2 separate regions of the Astyanax mexicanus genome follow, and region 1 is linked to region 2. The links are chromatin contacts, called in public Hi-C maps. All regions are on one chromosome and are shown on one strand. Each heading gives the region's core, a stretch centred on a gene start, on an enhancer-like site or on the middle of the called end of the contact. The rest is flanking DNA. Distances are from core to core; before and after follow the strand shown. Region 1 holds the start of mis18bp1 (MIS18 binding protein 1). Region 2 holds the start of lrr1 (leucine rich repeat protein 1).

The links. A called contact is a pair of places that touch in the nucleus more often than the background predicts.
Region 1: a contact with region 2 is called in a Hi-C map of muscle, with 8 times the contacts expected there. The contact joins the promoter of mis18bp1 here to the promoter of lrr1 in region 2. A contact is called at or near these places in 2 of 3 Hi-C or Micro-C datasets (both in muscle).

Annotation. Positions count from the first base shown.
Region 1 is chr14:45,360,097-45,363,966 of AstMex3_surface, reverse strand. It overlaps mis18bp1 (MIS18 binding protein 1), which reads right to left and starts at 2,066. Exons shown (of 18, transcript XM_049463540.1): 1 at 1,967-2,066; 2 at 827-1,458; 3 at 595-714. The coding sequence starts at 1,382. It overlaps im:7136021, which reads left to right and starts at 3,062. Exons shown (of 4, transcript XM_007257898.4): 1 at 3,062-3,870. The coding sequence starts at 3,238.
Region 2 is chr14:45,046,282-45,049,868 of AstMex3_surface, reverse strand. It overlaps lrr1 (leucine rich repeat protein 1), which reads right to left and starts at 1,458. Exons shown (of 4, transcript XM_007258892.4): 1 at 600-1,458. The coding sequence starts at 782. It overlaps klhdc2 (kelch domain containing 2), which reads left to right and starts at 3,554. Exons shown (of 13, transcript XM_007258893.4): 1 at 3,554-3,587.

The sequences.
Region 1 (3,870 bases), core at 817-3,316, 310 kb before region 2:
CTAAGCACTAGCCATACGGCCATTTAGAGATCAGCATTATTGGCCTGCAGTCTGCTACTAACCCTGGTTAGCACTGCTGGAGCAGTATTAGCATTAGCCGCTAACCCTGCTAGCCATTGGCCGTTCAGAGGTGAGCATTATTGGCCTGTAGTCTGCTGCTAACCCTGGTTAGCACTGCTGGAGCAGTATTAGCATTGTTCACCAACCCTGCTAGCTATTGGCAGTTCAGAGGTGAGTATTTCAGACTGTAGCCTGTGCCTACATGGGATGAATTGCTAGCGGATATCATCCTGATTTACCAAAACACTTCCTCAGTGTAGCGCTGTCGGACGGCAGTTAGGCGGCATAAGCGGTATAAACCCAAATAAACTTTTTTTTTTTAAGAATTACAGTTTTGTTTACTTCACTTAGCTTAGCTTTAAATGTCTTGGAAATATGGCAACACCCCAGTTTCTAACAAGTGCCGCTTAAAATGTGCCTTATAATCCAGTGGGCCTTGTGTATGAAAACAGACCAGAATAGACGTTCATTGATAGTGCGCCTTATAGTAAGAAAAATACGGTAGCTAGTGTAAAGCAATTATCATATGCATACCTCTCATTAAATCCTTCACATTCCTGACACGACTCGCCCCTTGCTGCTGTTGCCCCTTCTGCAGTTTCGTCGTTGTAAACACATTTTCGGCAGATAGTCTCTCAAGCACGACGACTGGCTCTGAAGAAACAACAAAGGTAATTAAGGCAAAATGCTTTTTCAACTTGTCCGCTTATAACATAAAATCAAATCAAGATTTTTCTAAACAAAGATGGAATGACATACAACTAACCATGAAATAAATCACTATCACTTCTGCCCCCTTGTCTTCCATCTACATTTGCTGCAAGCTCTTCTTTTGGCGATGGGTCTCCTACTTCCCATGTCATACTTGTGGACTCAGGAGGTGAAAGTGTGAGCACATAAGTTTCTTGGTCTTCCTGCATGGTATCTTCAACCGGGGAGTGCTGTACCATTGTGTGTCGGTTTAGTGCATCATCCTTGCCCTCCTCGAGTGTCTGTTGTTGAACCTTTGCCTTTAGCCTGGCAAAAACTTTGGCTGGCGTGTCAGTGAGCGATTTAAATACAGGGATAGGTGCTTGACGCTCAAGAAGTTGGTCATCTGTCACCGTGGAGTTGATAGTGCTCAGCTCACAGGGAATGTGTGGCCCTGAATCAGCTGCATTCTGCACCGTGGAGTTCAGTACCATTAGGTCCTGCCGTCTAGTTCTTGTGTCTGTAGCAGGTTTGATCATACGACCTGTCTTTGCAATCTGACATCCAGGAGTGCCATGATAAGGTTTACGGTGCTGTGGAACCGTGTGATATTCTGATGATGAATGATACATTGGTTTACAAGCAAAATAGCCAGTCCAGTCATTTAATAACAGTTCTGGGATTTATCAGCAATGTCCTACGAGGAGGCTGAGAAACGGAAAAAGGAGAACAAGGGTTTAATTCCCATGTACAACCAAGATTATGGTTAATGCATACCAAATTAAGCAAACTAGGTGTTTTAAAAGGAAACAAAAAAGTGTACAATTGGGATGATTACTGAGGGAAACAAGCATGGTTCTTACTTTAACCCAAGTAAACTGTCGTTCTGGGGAAAAAAATGTTACATTATTTTTATACTCGACTCAATTAGTTAGCTAGCTAACTAACAACATCATGATGACAAAATAACATAAAAAAATGAACAGAAACAGTCTGCATTTTTTTTTTTTTTTTTACCAAGTAAAGTCGTTAACAAACCTGGTAACAACCCAGCTAAAGCTAACCAACAGCCTCGCGATTTCTAACTACTAAACCTACCCAGTACACCTAACGTACAGAACTTAAATATATAACTCTAAAGCGCTGTGCGGGTCTCTAAACTCATTATAACGAGATTAGATATATTTTGCTGTTATGTCTGAGAGCAGAAACTCACTCATTTCTTCAGCAGCAGCTCCTCGGTCTCAGCGAGCGGGGATTTTGAATTTCCCAAACAGCAGCTCTGTCGTCACATCCGCCAGGAAGTAGAAAAGATTTGATGATTCAGTTTTACTGAACCGATTCTGTTCAGTCGCTTCAAGGAATCAAAAGGCAAATGAATCAGAGAATGTGGCTTTTAGTAAGTTAGAGTGAGGCAGTGGTGAATTAAGTGTCATTAATTTACTGAAATATTTGTACATTTATTTTTTTTCTCCACTCCATTACATTTTCTAGTCAAATATGTAACTTTAACTCCACTACATTAAACTATTTTTTTTTATTCTAAAAAAGTATTTACTTTGCTAAATATGTGTGTAATAACCACTTTAAGGCGAAATTAGTAAAAACTAGTAAAAAACGCTTTATTATTTATTGATTTTTCACATTTGGCAAAGTATTTTTTGTTTTATTTCCCTTTTTTCTACGTTTCTATTTCTACCCCTCACAACCAGATTTCGGTTTTCTGACTGTTTGAGGCGGAATCAAACAAACAAACTCGAATGAATCATATTAAATGTGGGCGTGGCAGAAAAGGTGAATTCATTTTTTTATAAATGTATTTATTGACTTTTGCTTATGATATAGTTCAACAAAATAACATATACATAACAGTATACCAAAAATACAAATATATGGAAATATTACCCAGGTACAACATATCACAAATGCATTCAAATAGTAAACCTAACAAGCAAATAATTTAAAAAAGATAAGAAGAAAAACTAAAAAATAGAAATATAAAAAAGGGGGTTCAGATAAAATTGAAAAGCTTTGACATTTCTTTTTTTTTTTGGCGAAAGTTTGCCATGGTGTGTATATAATTATTCAAGTCTGAATAACATAGGGCCACCAAATATATATATGTTATATAATATATATTGAATTTTGAGAGGAATTCTCTTACAACCTTTTTTTTTAATCTAAAAAAAATGATGAACGCAAATAAGGTGAACTCAGATGCTGCAAAACAGGTTCAGTCCCGAGTCGATTCGGATTTTCTTATGAGCTGAAAGGAACCGACTCATCGGAACGAATCATTCACGAGTGGCTGACTGTCTGCACATGTGTGTTTACATGTGGCGCGTGCGCACGTCATCTCAGTAACTGGCTCTCCATCATCATCATCTATCTACAGGTCAGAAACACAGCGTGGAGAAACTGATCTACAGCTCCGGCTACATGTGTCTCTAGCTCAGCTCCTGTGTTTTATTTAAGCTGGTGAAGATAATGGTAGATGTGGGGCTGCCGGAGGAGGTGTGGGTCCATGTGTTCGGGTTCCTCTCCTCTGCTGATAAACTCAGCGCGCGCTCGAGCTGCAGGTTCTTCAGGAGGCTGATAGACCAGCCCGCCCTGTGGAGGAACAGCACGGTGTACCTGGAGAAACCGAGCTCCTACAGGTCGCACTTCTGGAGGACTCTGGGCCGGAGGAGGACCAGCTCGGCTGTGGTGCTGAAGGGGACTAAAGTGCGCGAGTGGACCGAGCTCGCGCGCCGGTTGCCCTGGCTGGTGTCGCTCACTCTGCGCGCGTGCGGTAACCCTGAAGTTCTGGAGGCTCTGGCTGAGTTTAAGAAGCTGCAGCGGCTCGAGATTCGCCTCTGCTGCTGCCCGAGCCTGAGTAACTCACTGACCGCGCTCTCACAGCTCACTCACCTGGGCTTCTGCGAGGTCTCCTGCGCTCCTGGAGCAGATATCACCGGCGCTGTGTCCCAGCTCTCCAACCTCACATCCTTCAGCTACCATGAGGGAAATAAACTCATCCCTAAAGCAGCTCTTCATAAACTACTGCGGAACCTGACCAACCTGAAGCGCCTGTCCTTAAAACTGCTCACCATGCAGGGCTCCCTGCCCTCTGATTACCTG
Region 2 (3,587 bases), core at 209-2,708:
TTAATATTTTAGTTGGATAGATTTATTTGCTATATAGATTTTATAGTATAATATTAGAGTCTTCTTTTCTGTTCATTACAGACAGAAAGCAGCATTCTTATACCTTTATTTTTCCATCACATGAAGAGTAGAAGATTTTTTAAATAATAAACTTTTGAGTTCAGCACAGCTGTTAACTGAAAGTTTTTCCAAGTGACTCTACATTTAAAAAAAACTGACCGATAAAATCCAGCCAAGCAAATGTGCAAAGCTGCCATCTAAGGAAGAGGTGCTACTTTAAAGAATCTAAAATCTTAAACATACTCTGGTCACAGATTCACAGATTTTATATAGGTTACAAATTGGTGCCCAAATAGTTTAAAATTGGTGCCCAAATAGCCCAAGAGCCCCTAAGGGATTATTTTATTTTTTCCAACTGAATGAATTGCATCAAGACTCTAAGCTAACAGAAGCTTTTAGAGAGTGTTTTGATTTCCAGTGTAATAAAATTCTCCTGCATTCAGAACATTATATACAATAAAAAACACTGAATTTAAGGTGCGTCCAACTTTTGACGGGTACTGGTTAGTTTAGGGAACCAAGTGTATGCAGGCATGTACCTTGTATTTGGATCCAGCTCTATCTTTTGCAGTACAGATCAGTAAATAGACATTGCTTCGCTTGCTGGTTTTATCCACGTGTTTCCCGATGGACAGCACGGCCCTGGTTCCTTTCCCCTTTCCCTTGAGCCCAAACGTTGGCAGCATCCGATTTATAACCTCGACATCGCACTGGAGCTTCATCGCTGCCCTGTCAAGGATACTGACTAACTGACTGACTGCTTCAGTTGCACAAGAAGACCTGTCTCACTACAACAGTTACAGTCAGCTAGCTGGTTAGTTCGCTGCTAATTACAACAAAGAGAAAATGTGTACAGACTATGAGCTAGCTAACGCTAACTAGCTAAGGTTAACTAAACATCTACAGCTAGCGTAACTAGCTAAGCTAACCTACTAAACCCTTCCCTCACACACATCCACCATCAAAAGTTGGTTGACGCCAGCTAAAGCTAGTTAGCCAAGCTGTCACAGCCTCGATTAACACGTTTAAACACAGCGAATCTAGTTTAACCAGTTAGCTACGCGTGTCCCACATAGTGATAACAGTGTCAGGCGCTCAAACGAACAAATCTGTTCTAAAATATGAACGCTAGCTGAACTAGTGCTAACGTTAACTAGCCCACCTATAAAGCACACCAAACTTTCATAAAGCTGTCATGTTTTCCGAAACCCTTAGCTAACCTAGATTACCCACACGCAAATACGCTTTCCAGTACAGTACAGCAAAGCTCACACACCGCGACAATTAATAATATCAGCTAAATAACTCACAATGCGATGTAAACAGAGGAAAAAAACACAATGCCAAGCTGAACGAGGGAGCCAACTAGCCCGCGTTTGTAAGCGCAAGCGCACAAGCGGCTCGTCAGAGACTGACCTTACCAACATGGCTGCGTGTTTGTATTATAGAATAAATATTTTACATTAGAATATGTTCACATGAAATAGGCCTGTCGCGATATAATAGTTACATTATCGACTTTTCGTACAACAAATGGACATGATTTAAATTATATTTGATATATAATATTGTCTACATACAGTTGCGATGTGGACTGCTATGGAGGACAAAAAATGACATAATTATATATAAATAATAAATTATAAATAGATTTTTGTATAGATAAATTAATACATTTATTAATATAAAATATATATTTTTTAAATTATACAAATTATCTAAAAATTATAGCAGAAATCTATTTCCATATGTCCACGCATCAACTTTTATTTGGGGCTATTTCTGCATTTATTTATTTATTGATGTATTGATGTATAAACACATTTATTGATTAATAAATTAATTTAAACATGTTTACATTTATTTATTTATTTATTTCCACATTTATGCAGAAATACAGAAATACATAAATGTGGAAATAAATAAATAAAAACATGAATGAATAAATAAATAAATGTAGAACTAAATAAATGAATAAATAAAGAAATGTTAAAATAAATAAATAAATGGCAATAGGTGAAGAAAAAAAATATATATATATACATTTGTTGTCTTTAAAATGCCATAGTTGTTTTGTTGTGCTATTATATTATGCTATTTTACTAACCACTAACGATAAATCACCCACAAAAATGTTATTATAACAGGTCTATATTCATGTATGGTATAGTACAACTGTAATATCAAATTTAATCATTCGAAAATAAGGAAAATGGAAAAGAAAGGTGAAAGTACGCTGAAGTAAAAAAGAGCCAAGAAAATAAATCATTGTATTAAAATTTTATTAAATAAAGTGCATATGTTCATTGCTTTAACAGCTTTTTTTAGGTCTACTTTTAAACACAGTAAATGCATGTTCTGAATTCGTAAACTTAACACTGGAACAATGATCAAAGTGAATATAAATAAATGTAATATTAAGGTCAATAAGGGTCAATAAATAAATGGATCAATAAATCTACATTAAACCCCTCGTATCCGCTTCGCGTTTGGCCGTTTAACCTGTGAACCCTGGTGCTGTCAAAAACAAACAGGCTTCCGTAGAACAGTGATGGAAGAGCCGATTCATTTGGAGGAACCGATTCTTTTGACCTCGCATGACCTGAGCGCCACAGTTTACACTGATCGAGTCAAGTGAACTTTATTTACAGTAGACCCTTCATCCCTAAAGAGAAGGAATGGAAATGTTTGTCTTTAAAATGATATAATTGCTTTGATATGATATTTGTTAATAATGTAATATTACAATTAATCCAGGCCCAAAAAAGATCTTATTGTGCCAGGCCTACAAGTAATTATAATCATGCCAAATTTACAGATAAAGATTCATTTTTCTCCAAACATTATTTTCTTTTCTTTAAATCTGATATGAATCTCTTTGGGGGAAATATTTTCTGAACAAATTAAAATTGTTTTATTATTATTATGGAATTCGTTAAAACCTTTACATTATAAAGTATTTAAAGTAGTGACAGTTTTGTTTGTTAAAGCTTTATGGTTGTTTGTATTTGTTGTATTTTTCTTGTATTGTGTTTTTGGAAGTGAATAAACGAGAAAATAATAAAACAACACCTGAAGCTCTGGAAAAAATAAGAGACCACTTAAAATGAGCTTGGTAAAGTTAAATGATGAGTTTCTTTGATTTTACAAATTACCAAACCTCTGGAAAATAATTAAGAGGAAGATGGATGATAACAAGCCACCAAACCAAGCTAAACTGCTTGAATTTTTGCACCAGGATTGTGATTAAAAACCAGGGTTATTCTACCAAATATTGAATTCTGAACTCTTAAAACTTTATGAAGATGAACTTGTTTTCTTTTGATTGCTTGAGGTCTGAAAGCTCTGCAGAATAAAACAATAATGTTTATTTTACTCAAACATATACCTACAAAAAAAACTATAACAAAATCAGAGAAACTGAAGTGGTCTCAGCATAACGAATCAGTGAATCAGTTCGAGCGGTTTGTTTAAATGAATCGGTTCATAAGAAGAACGATTCATTCGCGAGTCGGAGCTCATTGCTA